Linked DNA regions of Sus scrofa: region 1 is linked to region 2. A link is a contact called in public HiChIP or PLAC-seq data. All regions are on one chromosome and are shown on one strand. The core of a region is the stretch at or near the end of the contact, and the rest is flanking DNA. Distances in the headings are between cores, read along the strand shown. Region 1 overlaps FAM53B (protein FAM53B). Region 2 overlaps LHPP (phospholysine phosphohistidine inorganic pyrophosphate phosphatase).

Region 1 (5,414 bases), core at 1,920-4,419, 170 kb after region 2:
TCTCGCTCTCCTCGGCCAACCCCGGACCACCCTAAACACAATTCTACAACATGTAATCAGTCCCAGGTATGTAAGAGGACGGGTTCCCAACAGTCAGGTCCAGCCAGGTGGCCGACAGTATGACACTCACTGCAAACCAAGAAGAAAAGGACCAACGACACACTGAAAATCACCAAGACGCACCCTGGACCCAAACTGCATCTTCCCTCCTTTGAGCCCCAGGGGGATACCATGTGCCAAACTTTCAGCAGGAACAAGACACTGGAAAGACCAACGGGAGCGGGAGGGTGGCGGTGCAGGGCACGCAGGACAACCACCCTGAGACAACAGACTGAACAAAAACCTGCCCTCTTCCTTCTAGAAAGAAGGTGGCTCAGAGGGGCTGTACTGGTTCCTGTGCAGGGAGGCGCACCCAAGACCCGGCAGAAACAGGAACTACCTGGCTGATGCCTGCAGCAGGCACTTCGCCCAGGGGTGGGTACATTTCAGATTCTCCCTCACAGAGACCCAGCAGCAGGCTGCGGAAAATTTCAACAGGTTTATTCCACTCCTCCACAGGCAGGTCCCTAACCCCCTGGGAAGGGGAGCGAGGCAGAGGCAGGGTCCATGCCGGCTCTCATTCTCAATCTTCAATGCACAACAGAAGCAACTCAAAATACTTTAAAATACCAGCACAGAGTGGTACGCCTTCTCTCCAAGATTCTGACGTCACCGGTCCTGGATCTGGTCTGGGCATCCAGATTGGTAAACCTCCCCAGGTGATTCTAATGTGCAGCCAAGGTCAAAGACCACAGCTGTCCGTTCTAAAACCTCGGGGTCGAGGTCGCAGGCCTCTCCCACAAACGCTTTAGGAGCAGAAAGGCCAGCAGCCCGAGCCAGGCAGCCCTTGCTGGAGACCAGCATCCTCACCCCAACCCCGCCCAACCCGCCATCAACCTGCAAAGGGCCATCTGTCTGGGACAGAATGCAGGGCCTCTGCCCAGCCCTGGCTGGGGCATACCAAGTGCCCACGCGCTGGAGAAGGCGCAATTGTGTTCCGTTATTTGATTACCTGAGGCATGTAAACAAAACATGATATTATACGAACCGGGGGGGGGCAGGCACCCCAAGATCATTTCCTCTGGGACATCTGAACTACTAACGAAAATTTTAAAAATGCTGGAAACCCTTTTAACAATCTCTTTAATGGCAAAGGGCTCTGAATAAAGGGTGATGCTTCCAGTGGGCGGCCAGATTGGCCCCTGCTTCCCCCAGAAGGTCACTGGAAAAGATTGTATTTTCTTGTGAATCTGTCTTTTGTCGGAAGGAAGCAAAACATTTCAGTCTTCCCATCTGGGTCACCGCCTCTGATCCTACGGTAGATACAGAATCCAATCACTCCTTTAAAAAAAAAAAAAGTGGGGGTGCTATGGAAAGGGAGGGCAAGAGAAAGAGGCAGTTACAACGTCTACGTGTCCCCGTGGTGTTAACAGACTAAACAAAATTTGTGTTTTGAGATAAAACAGAACCCTGTACCTCCACCTCCTGAACACACCAACCAACAGCGTGCTGTATGGAGAGCAGGCAGGCTCTGCAGCCAGACACACCAGAGGAGAGCCACCAGATGCTTGGCCTTCCAGCTGTGTGGCCCTGGGCCAGTTACTTGGCCTCTCTGAGCCTGTGTCTTCGGCTCTAACTGCAGGACGGCTTTGAGAATTAGAGGGAGCATCTGCAAAGCCCCCGGCCAAGGGTGAGCTTTCAACCACCACTGGGTCCTGCTGTTGTCCTTTGAATAATCCACACCCACCTGGGCTCAATGCCGCTGCACCCTCTTTGTGGGCCTGCATCCTGGGCTCTTGGGAACCATATTACACCAGTACAGGGGGGAGAAGCTGGTTCTTTGTTTCATGGGAGAGCGAACAGAGCCAGAGCAGCCAGGAGTTGGCCTGCTCCTGCGTCCTGGGATCAAATGCGCTGTTTACCGACCGCCCACTGCTTTCAACTCCTGAGAGGGGCCAGTGCAAAAAGTCCCTCCGGGGACTCCGGATGCCTAAGGGGTGCTGTTGTTTCCGTGACAGTCCTGCACAGTCTGGCCGGGCGGCCCCCATCCCCCCCAAGGCAGCTTCCCGAGCAGCCCCCACGGCAGGAGAAGAGAACGGTAAAGAAGCGGGGTGCCTGTCACACTTCTCCGTAACCCCTGACGTGATGTGAAATTCTACAAGGTAGACCCTTTGAAATGCAAAATCTTCCAGAGTCCTTCAACTGTGTTTTTATTTTCTCGGGTTCCTAAGACTGCTTTCAGACCCACCCATCAGCATTTCCCCTCTCAATCAACCCACACTTCACAAAAAAAGGAAGAAGAAGAAGAAGAAGATGGAAAAGGAGGAGGAGGAGGAGGAGGAGGCAGCTGCAGCAAAGACGTCTCTGTTTTTTGCAAAAGCTCAAGTATCTCCAGTTGCTGCGAGGGGAAAAAAAAAAATAAAAAGGCCTGTCCTCCGCTTCAGCCTCCCTCCAAGACAGCCTGAAGCCAAGTTTCCTCTGGAAGATTTCCTCCCATCCTAACCAGCGCGGCACCAGCTCTGCTGCTGCTCAGGATCTCGGAGGACTTGGTGAAGACCAGAATCCGGGGGGGCCCCCCCGTGACCAAAGTTCGGGAGGGCGAGGACCGGCACCACCAAAACCACAACCCGCAATTTTCGAGGCCCAAACCTTGATCCCAAACTGCGGGCACAGGAGGTTTGGATTAAACATCAAACAAGAAGTTACCTTAAAACAAAGTTGTTTGGCAAAGAAAATTACTTCACCATAAGAAGAACCCTGGGGAACGGTAAATTGCTTTTGAATATAGACTTTGCAGTGGCGCGGGTCATTCATCATGGTAATGTAAACTGCGCTAAAACAAAAAATTTTCTGAGCAAGTCTCCGGGCACATCAGCATATCTAAGCCGCTGGGTTTGTTTCCAAAGTTCACATCCCGGCACGCAATGAAACTGCTGTTAATGGGGTCAGCTATTACAGTGCAGTCCCCGACCTTGGGCCATAATAAAGGTGACTCAGCCGTGTAGAAAGAACCCTCATAAAGTTCGGCAGGAAACAAACATAGAAATTAATCACAGAAAGAGAGTCAATGATTTTGGAAAGTTTATTCATTGGGCAAGTTTAAACAACAACTCTCCCTGGACGATGAGACATCTCGGAGAGGGGCGGAGGGAAACCAGTCAGCATTCCCCACGGCACCCAAGTCCCTTTGTAGGGCGCAGGGCGGGACGGCAGCTGGACCAGGCGAGCAGAGTGGAGCCCGGCAGAGTTAAGCTGCGCTGAGCCCCGCCAGACCCGGCCATGTGCTTCGTGTTGGCAACAAACCGGTCCTTTCAAGAGAGGAAGAGGCTGACAAAAAGGACAGCTGCAGCAAAGCAAGAAGCTGAGAGGCAAAAACCTCGAAAAAAGCCCTGGGTTTGGGATTCTCTCAAGTCAAAAAAAAAAAAAAAAAAATCACCTCCGGGGTTTGCAAGGGCTAGTTAATCTATTAAAGTGTCCCCCTTGCTGGATCAATTAAAGAGAACCTCGGCACATCTGGTTTCCATCTAAAACCGAAACCTGTATTATCAGCATATTACATAACAAATTATGCCTGCAGGTTTCTTTTATTACACATCAGAGAGGTGTGTATAGTGATGGTAATGATGGGGGCTGTGCTGATGTATTTGCTTATTTCAGTCTTTTTTTTTTTTTTTTTTTTTTTTTTTTAAGGGCAAGAACAAAGTTTTCCACACAGCACGCAATTCAAAAAAGTCGCACTGCCTGCATGAAACATCCACAGTGGGCCCAGGCTCCGTCTTGAGGGCCCACAGCATCAAGCAGTGGGTAAGGGCGTGCTTTTTTAAAGAGCAAGGCAAAGATACACCAAATTGCTCCGAGGCGTCCTCTGCTGCCAGCTCCCGGATTTTACACAAGGCTTCCTCCTCTCCAGCCTCCTGCAGGGGAGGAGAGCGGGCTGGCCTTTCCTGAGCTTCCATCATGGGTCAGGCGCCTGCTCCCTGAACCCACCTAAGGGACACCCAACCCACTAGGTTCCTAGAGCACAAGGGGGATGGAGAGGCAGGCAAGACTGGAGGAATCAACAGGGGAATGAAGACTCAAAGGAACGGAGAGAGAGCCTAAGAACTAACTACAGGACTTCCCATAATATGCCATTTAACTGTAGCCACCACGTTTACAATAAGGTATCGCCAAGCTTTTCCTCAAAGAATTTTATGAACTTCTAAAATGCTACTACATGCAACATACCCGAAGTTGAAAACAGAGGAAAGAAACTGACTGAAAACATCATCAATCAAAACAGTGGAATGCTCTACTTGTTCTGCCAGCCTTAGGACGTTCAAGTCCACTTCTTCAGCAACTACACTGCTGGCTTTTATTTAAAAACTTGTCTTTGATGTTTAAATGATTGCACAGCAACATCACCTTCTCATGGGAAAAGAAGTCCTTGAGCAAAATTACTGTTGTTCTCTGGAGGGGCATTTGGGAGGAAGACACAGACCTGCCCCGTGGCTCTCCTTCATTTTCTGGACTGGAGCAGCACCCTGGGAGCTGGATCAGCAGGTTCCTAGGTCTGCAGCATGGCTGGCAGCATCCAAGTACTGACGCCAGGTCAAGGGCTACCCATCCTGAATTCAAGACGCAAACTTTCTCCCACTAATGCAGGCCTACCAACTAGGGCAGATGGCTGGGTTTTTGTTTCTCTAGTTATCCTTATCACAGCTAAGGAAAAAGGGGAAAGAAAAGCAAGAAACCCCTACAGATCTGCAATTCTGTATCAGAACTGTAACTGAGACAAGTTACTGTTAAGTAGATAAATTAAAATGAAACCAAAACCTGGCCAAGTCAGGAACAGTGAGTTTCACCCAGTCTACTAATTCCATTCCTTCCCAAGTCCCCAAACCTGGTGGCATCTTTTAACCTAGAGTCCAGGATCTTGAGCAAGAAGGGATTCCTCTTCCAGCCAGTGGGAACTGCTGGGAACACATATGCTAGTATGTCATTTGGAAGTCTGCTAATATGTTGTAAGCAGCACAAGACGCTTGCCTGGCTTCCCAGGCCAATAAACAATGCCGTTCCAACTCCTGCGGCAGTCAATAGAAAACAGTCCCTTGTCTCCACCATCCAACAATTCAACAAACATTTGTTCCTGTTGAACAACCGTAAGCCTGACTCCATCTGCACCCGCTCCTGCAAGGCGAGCGTGGTGGTGGTGGTGGTGGTGGTGGTGATGACGGCGGCGGCGGCAGCGGCACAAATGCCCTGCCCAGGATCCCGGGCCCGGAATGCAGCCCACCGCGGGGGCCACTTGCCCAACACCACCGAGTCCGGAGACTGTAACGTATGGAAGTCTCGGAGTGTGGCCTATAGGAGGCAGAATCCCATTCATCAATTGC
Region 2 (5,333 bases), core at 2,656-5,155:
TGTCCCTTTTAAGTGGAAAGCTTTTAGTGAAAGCTCTCCCCATGGTGCCCGCCTTTCCTAACTTCCAGGCTTCTGGTTGTATCTTTGGAACTGGCTCACACGACCGTGCCTGATCAGGGATTCTGGGGAGGGAAGTTCCTGGCAAAGGCGGTGGAACTTTCACCTGGCTTCGCCACGCATCTCCACCTGAGAGTCGGCCCACTGCTGCTTCGAACAAAATTTGGGTTAGAGTAGCCAGAAACCAGCCCCCACTTCATCCCTCAGGCTGGCCTTCCAGGGGCTTAAATCTATGTGCCACTCCGGCCCAGGACTGCTGCCTTGCGCACCAGGCCCTGAGGCTCTGCTGCCTTGCACACCAGGCCAAACCCATTTGCTCCACCATCTGCTAGACTTTGCTGGGCTGGCCTCTGCTTAGCTCTGGGCAGTCCCTTCTCGCACACTGAATTTGGAATTCCCAGCAGCTTCCTCTTGTTTGGCTGTGGGTCTTAGGGCGCTGTTGACAGCGGTGACAATGACAGCAGCTGGTGTGGAGGGCACACTTCCCCAGGGCAGGGTGCTTGTCTGTTTTTACCTCATTTAAAACTCATCGTCAGGCGATGCCTGGTTTAACAGATAAGGTACCTGGGCACCGAGTGGCTGAGTGATCTGTCTGAAGTCACGTGGCTTACAACAGCAGTACAGGTGCCCGTCCCGGCAGCCCTGCTCCCATGTGGGTGAGGATGGCACCGCCACCGAGAGTCAGCTCTCGTCTTCTGAGCGCTTGGTCCAGGCCGGCCATAGGGGATGCGGCCACTGTCACCTAGTCATTATAAACCGCCCAGTGGGGCTGTGGCTCTTGACTGTTGAGGGGACTGCAGCTCTGAGAGGCCATGTGTTGCCCAGGGTCCCAGAATTAAGTGGCAGCTAGGCTGGATTCAGACCCACATTCCCTTCCAGAAAACCTTGCAGTCCTGGTGCTCAGAGACAAAGTGAAGGCTGGAGTTGCAGCAGGGAAGGGCCTTGCCCAGCTGGGGCCCCACAGGTGCCCACCCCGAGAAGGTGGCCGTGCTTCCCCAGCACCCATGACCTTCCCCGGGTGGGCTCCTGCGCTGTCCTGACCCTTCCACCGGGGGCCTTCTTGCACTAGATGTGCTTGTCATCAAGGCCATGGTCCCATCTGCCTTGTCCCCACCCAACACCTTTGTAGGGGCCACTGCTCAGCCAGCCCTTGTCCTGCCATCACCCTCCTCGGTCACCGTGACCATCCCGCCTCTGCACCAGAATCTGTGCCCCAAAGCTCACACCGACACTGGCAGCGGCTGCTGGCTGGTCCCCTGTCTCCATCCTGCCCTCACCCTCCAGTCCACCTTCCCGGAGCCGGAAGGAGCTCAGACACAAATTCCCTCAAGCGCCTTCTGCGGGTTTCCCATGGCCTGTGGAGAATTCCTGTCCTTAGGAGCCCTGCTCCCCTCCAGCCTCACCATCGTCACCTTCCCTGGAGTCCCCCGCACATGGCACACTCCATTCTCCATCCCTTGGTGTGTGGCGGTCTCCTTTATATCAATTTTTAGATACTTAGAATATTATGGTTTGAGTTTGGTGTTGGGCATTTTCACTTAACACTGTATCCCACGGGTTGTTTTATTTTCCTGTGGTCTTTAATTTCTGTATCGCTCTCTCTCCTCTCTCCTACCCCCACCTCCAGAATAACGCGTTCACGAACTGCCGTGTGCCTCTCTCTCTCTCTCTCTCTTTCTCTGTCCCTCTCCACACACACACACCCCTGAGGGGCGGGGGTCGTCTTGTTTGTTTTTTAAAAAGCAGAATTGTATGTTTTTCTTTGCACCCAGCTTTTCTCACTTCGCATCCCGGACACCTGCCAGGTCCGCGGCAGAAGTGCTACCTCGCACCTTTTGCTCGCGAGTCCCGTGTCCTTCACACGGGTCCTAGGTGTGGGTGCTCCAGCCCCCTTGTTAATGCATTTGGACTTTTTCCTTTTCTTTTCTCTTCCAAAAAGAAAGAAAGAAATGCTTTCTAAAGCTTATTTTCATGTTTAAAAACTGTTTCCAGTTTCTCACTTAATGGTTTGGACTTTAGATTCCATTAATGATTCTGTTAATGCACGTCATTGGGGAGGAAAGAGAAGTTCTGGAAAGTCACAGCTGGTTCTCCCTGGTGTCCACCAGGCAGAAGTTTGAGCACGCAGAAGGGGTCAGCCTCTTTTCCATCTCCTGGGAACACACAGAGAGCCCCCTGGGCCCCCGAGGCCTCTGGCGTGGCTCCGGGTAGCATTGCCTAGAGTTTCTGGCTGTAAAGAGGAGGCCTGGGCTGATGGAGGGATCCAGAAAGAACAGTTCCAGGGCAAGGCCTGCCCAGGCTGGGGAGATGCTCAGGGCCCTGTGAAGCTGAGCTTATTTGGCAGTGGAGTTGTTGCAGATTTAACCAGTTAAGCTGAAGCTACACTGGAGTAGGGTGGACCCTTAATGCCATGTGGCTGGCGTCCTTCAGGAGGAGAAGAGGCAAAGACAGAGAGAGAAATCAGCCGTGTGACACCACGGCAGAGATGGGAGGGACGCGGCCACAAGCCAGGGAACGCCTGGGGCCGCCAGAAGCCGGGAGAAACAAGGAAGAGCTGCTGGATGGGGTGTGGTCTTGCCAACACCCCAATTTTAGACCTCTGGCCTCCGGAACTGTGAGAGAAGAAATCCATCTTATCTTCAGCCCCCTAGGTCATGGTACTTTGTTACAATTCCTGTTAGCCAGGCCCATGTAGACTAATTGAAGCAAACATCAGACATCACATCTTTAGTCTGAAAACATTTCGGTCCAGAGCTGGGGACAGGCAGGCTGGGGAGCGGTGGGGCGGGAGGGCCAGGGAGACTGCAGGTTGGGGACCCGAGCCGCTGGTGGGCTTGGGGGTTGGAAGCTGGGCTGTTAGGGCAGCCCAGGGCTGGGGGCTGTCCTGCTTTGGCCTCTGTATGATGGAGAGGTGTGTTGGACATGCAGGTGGAGACCCTGGCTGGCCGCAGGTCTTTAAGTCTGGATCTCCGTGTGACGGGCTGCAGCTGAGCCGAGCTGTGCATCTGGTTGGGCAAAGCCTCAGCTGACACCTGAGCCCTGGACAGTGACGTCGGCTCTTTCTGCTGTGTCTTTCTCATGGGACAAGGTCAGTGGCCTTGAAGCCTCCCTGACCTGGAAAGAACAGAGAAGGGGGACATTTTAGGATAAAGGCATGCATTTTTAAAGGCGTGACTCCTTTTAAGTCAATAGTGATTATCATGTTTAGTTCTGAATGGGAACTCATGTTTCTAATATGAAAATCTAGTCTAATTTCTGCAAAATAATTCCTAGCAATGCATCGCTGGCGTGAAAGCCTCCTAATGAATGAATCTTATCTGCTCCACACAGAGCTTTAAGGGAAAGGAAGGAACTCGGTTTCTAAGCCCTAGTTCTGGAAAGAAAGGGGCTTTCTTTTATAGTGCTGGTCCTTTTTGTTTTAAAGCCTTGGAAATTGATAGAAGAAGCCATTTGCTACTCTTTTTTTTTAATTGGAGCCCAGTGTATGTTGGATTCCTCTGGTGACCGGTGGTGTGATTTGCTGGAATGGAGTCTTCCCTCCATGGAAGGGGCTGCCAGGCAGGTGGGCCTCTGGCTGCAGCAAGAGGCATGGTCTCTGGATTCAAGAGGCCCAGGTTTGAATCCTGACTCAGTCAGAGCCAGACTGGGCCCTTTGGGGCCAGGGGTGAATCCCTGAGCCTCACTTTTCCGTCTGCAGATGGGTCTGGGCATGTCTGCCTTGTCAAGTGTTACAAGGATGAAATCAAATCACGAAGCAGCTGTAAAGCACCTGGCTCGGTAACTGCTGGCCATGGGGACAGTGCTGGCCTGGCAGGAAACGGGTGACACATGTCCTAACCTCGGCATGCGGGGCTGGTGGCTCCGAGGCCTGGGCGTTGGATGGATGCCTCTCCTCTTCCCGCCTGCAGGCCGGACTTGAACAGCCCCGGCGGCAGGGGACTCCTTCCTGGCCGAGGGAGCCTGGTCTCCTGCCGAGACTGCCCTTTCGGTACCCTCTCCCGACCTGTGCCTGTGGCCTCTGCCCTCAGGCAGCTGTGGGTCAGGGGGCTCTGGAGGGACCCCCCTTTATGGTTGTTGAGCCCTTGCTTGAGGATGACTGCCCCCCAGACACAGCCCTTGTTGAGCCGTCAGGCACGAGGCCCCTTCTCCACTGTCTGTGCGTCCTTGTGCTCAGACAGTACAGCTGCTTTTGTTCATCTGGAAGATTTCTAGAAACCCAGGAGGGGGGTATCATGTGTTTCACGTGCAGTGGGTGGTTCAGCTGCTGCGGCACCATCATAGCGTGTTTATGGGCACAGGGGTGTGTGCCTGGCTCTTCCCCTCGGTTCTAGGAAAGGGGCTCTGGATGCCAGCTGCAGATGAGGGCAGCCGGGGCTGCAGGACGGGGCCCGCTGGCCCGCAAGCCTGAGATGGCCAGGCCCGCTGCCCACAGCCTCCTCTGTGCCCCCAGGGTAACCGCCATGCTCAGAGCAGGAGCCTGCCCGCAGAGGGGGCTGGTCTGGGTGGGATCTAGAGCCATCACTCTAGGGCCATCACCTTGCCGTCCTGGGTCCTCTGTGTGGGCCTTGCGATGCCTCCACTGTTTTTCTTTTTTGTAGACATACCCGTGGCACATGGAGGTTCCCGGGCTAGGGGTTGAATCAGAGCTGCAGCTGCTGGCCTACAGCACAGCCACAGCAACATCAGATCCGAGCCACACTGTGACCTATACCACAGCCTATGGCGATGCCAGGACCTTAACCCACTGAGTGAGGCCAGGGGTGGAACCCACATCCTCCCTAAGTCAAGTTCTTCACCCACTGAGCCACAGCGGAAACTCCTGCGCCCCCACTTCTAATAGCTTGTCTCTAAAATGAGGCCGTAGGAGCCACTACCTCCTGTGAAATCGTGTCTTCCCAGGATTGGTACCTGTTGTCATCTTTGTCATGCCCGCCAGCACCAGTGCCCACCTGCCCTCCACAGTTCCTGAGGACACAGCCCCCAGCCTCAATACCACCTGCCTCTGAGACCAAGTGGAGGGGAGGCTGGTGGCTCTGATGCCCAGCTAGCCCTCTCCCAGAGGTGCCCAGCCTGTTCTGCTGCCTCAGGCTCCAGACTCCCACCTCTGCCCGCTGAGCCCTTCCACCGCCCTCTTGGCGGTCACCCTCCCAGGCTCCAGACACCCATCCTGGCCCGCGTGCCCTCACGGAAGCTGACCCCCCACCGCAGTGCCCTGCCCCACACGCTGCACCTCCTGATGGGGCTCCTCCCTCATCTTGATTGAGTGGAGGGCCCGC

Evidence for each region. HiChIP or PLAC-seq counts read pairs in DNA pulled down with a chosen protein or histone mark.
Region 1: a contact with region 2 is called in an H3K27ac HiChIP or PLAC-seq map of skeletal muscle. The contact joins two enhancer-like sites. A contact is called at or near these places in 16 of 47 Hi-C or Micro-C datasets (alveolar macrophages, blood, embryonic fibroblasts and 9 more) and 2 of 2 datasets of contacts at active chromatin or transcription factors (alveolar macrophages and skeletal muscle).

The regions. Positions count from the first base shown.
Region 1 is chr14:134,113,517-134,118,930 of Sscrofa11.1, forward strand. All of the region lies in intron 1 of FAM53B (protein FAM53B), which reads right to left. Among named protein-coding and RNA genes, the nearest start is that of FAM53B, 19 kb to the right of the region's middle. Within about 2 kb of position 3,170, at least 27 of the 83 cell types and tissues checked have an H3K27ac peak or open chromatin away from gene starts, as enhancers often do. A contact at or near this core is called in skeletal muscle, where this site is marked.
Region 2 is chr14:133,944,841-133,950,173 of Sscrofa11.1, forward strand. The region is part of intron 6 of LHPP (phospholysine phosphohistidine inorganic pyrophosphate phosphatase); the gene reads left to right. Among named protein-coding and RNA genes, the nearest start is that of TRNAE-UUC, 53 kb to the left of the region's middle. Within about 2 kb of position 3,906, at least 10 of the 83 cell types and tissues checked have an H3K27ac peak or open chromatin away from gene starts, as enhancers often do. A contact at or near this core is called in skeletal muscle, where this site is marked.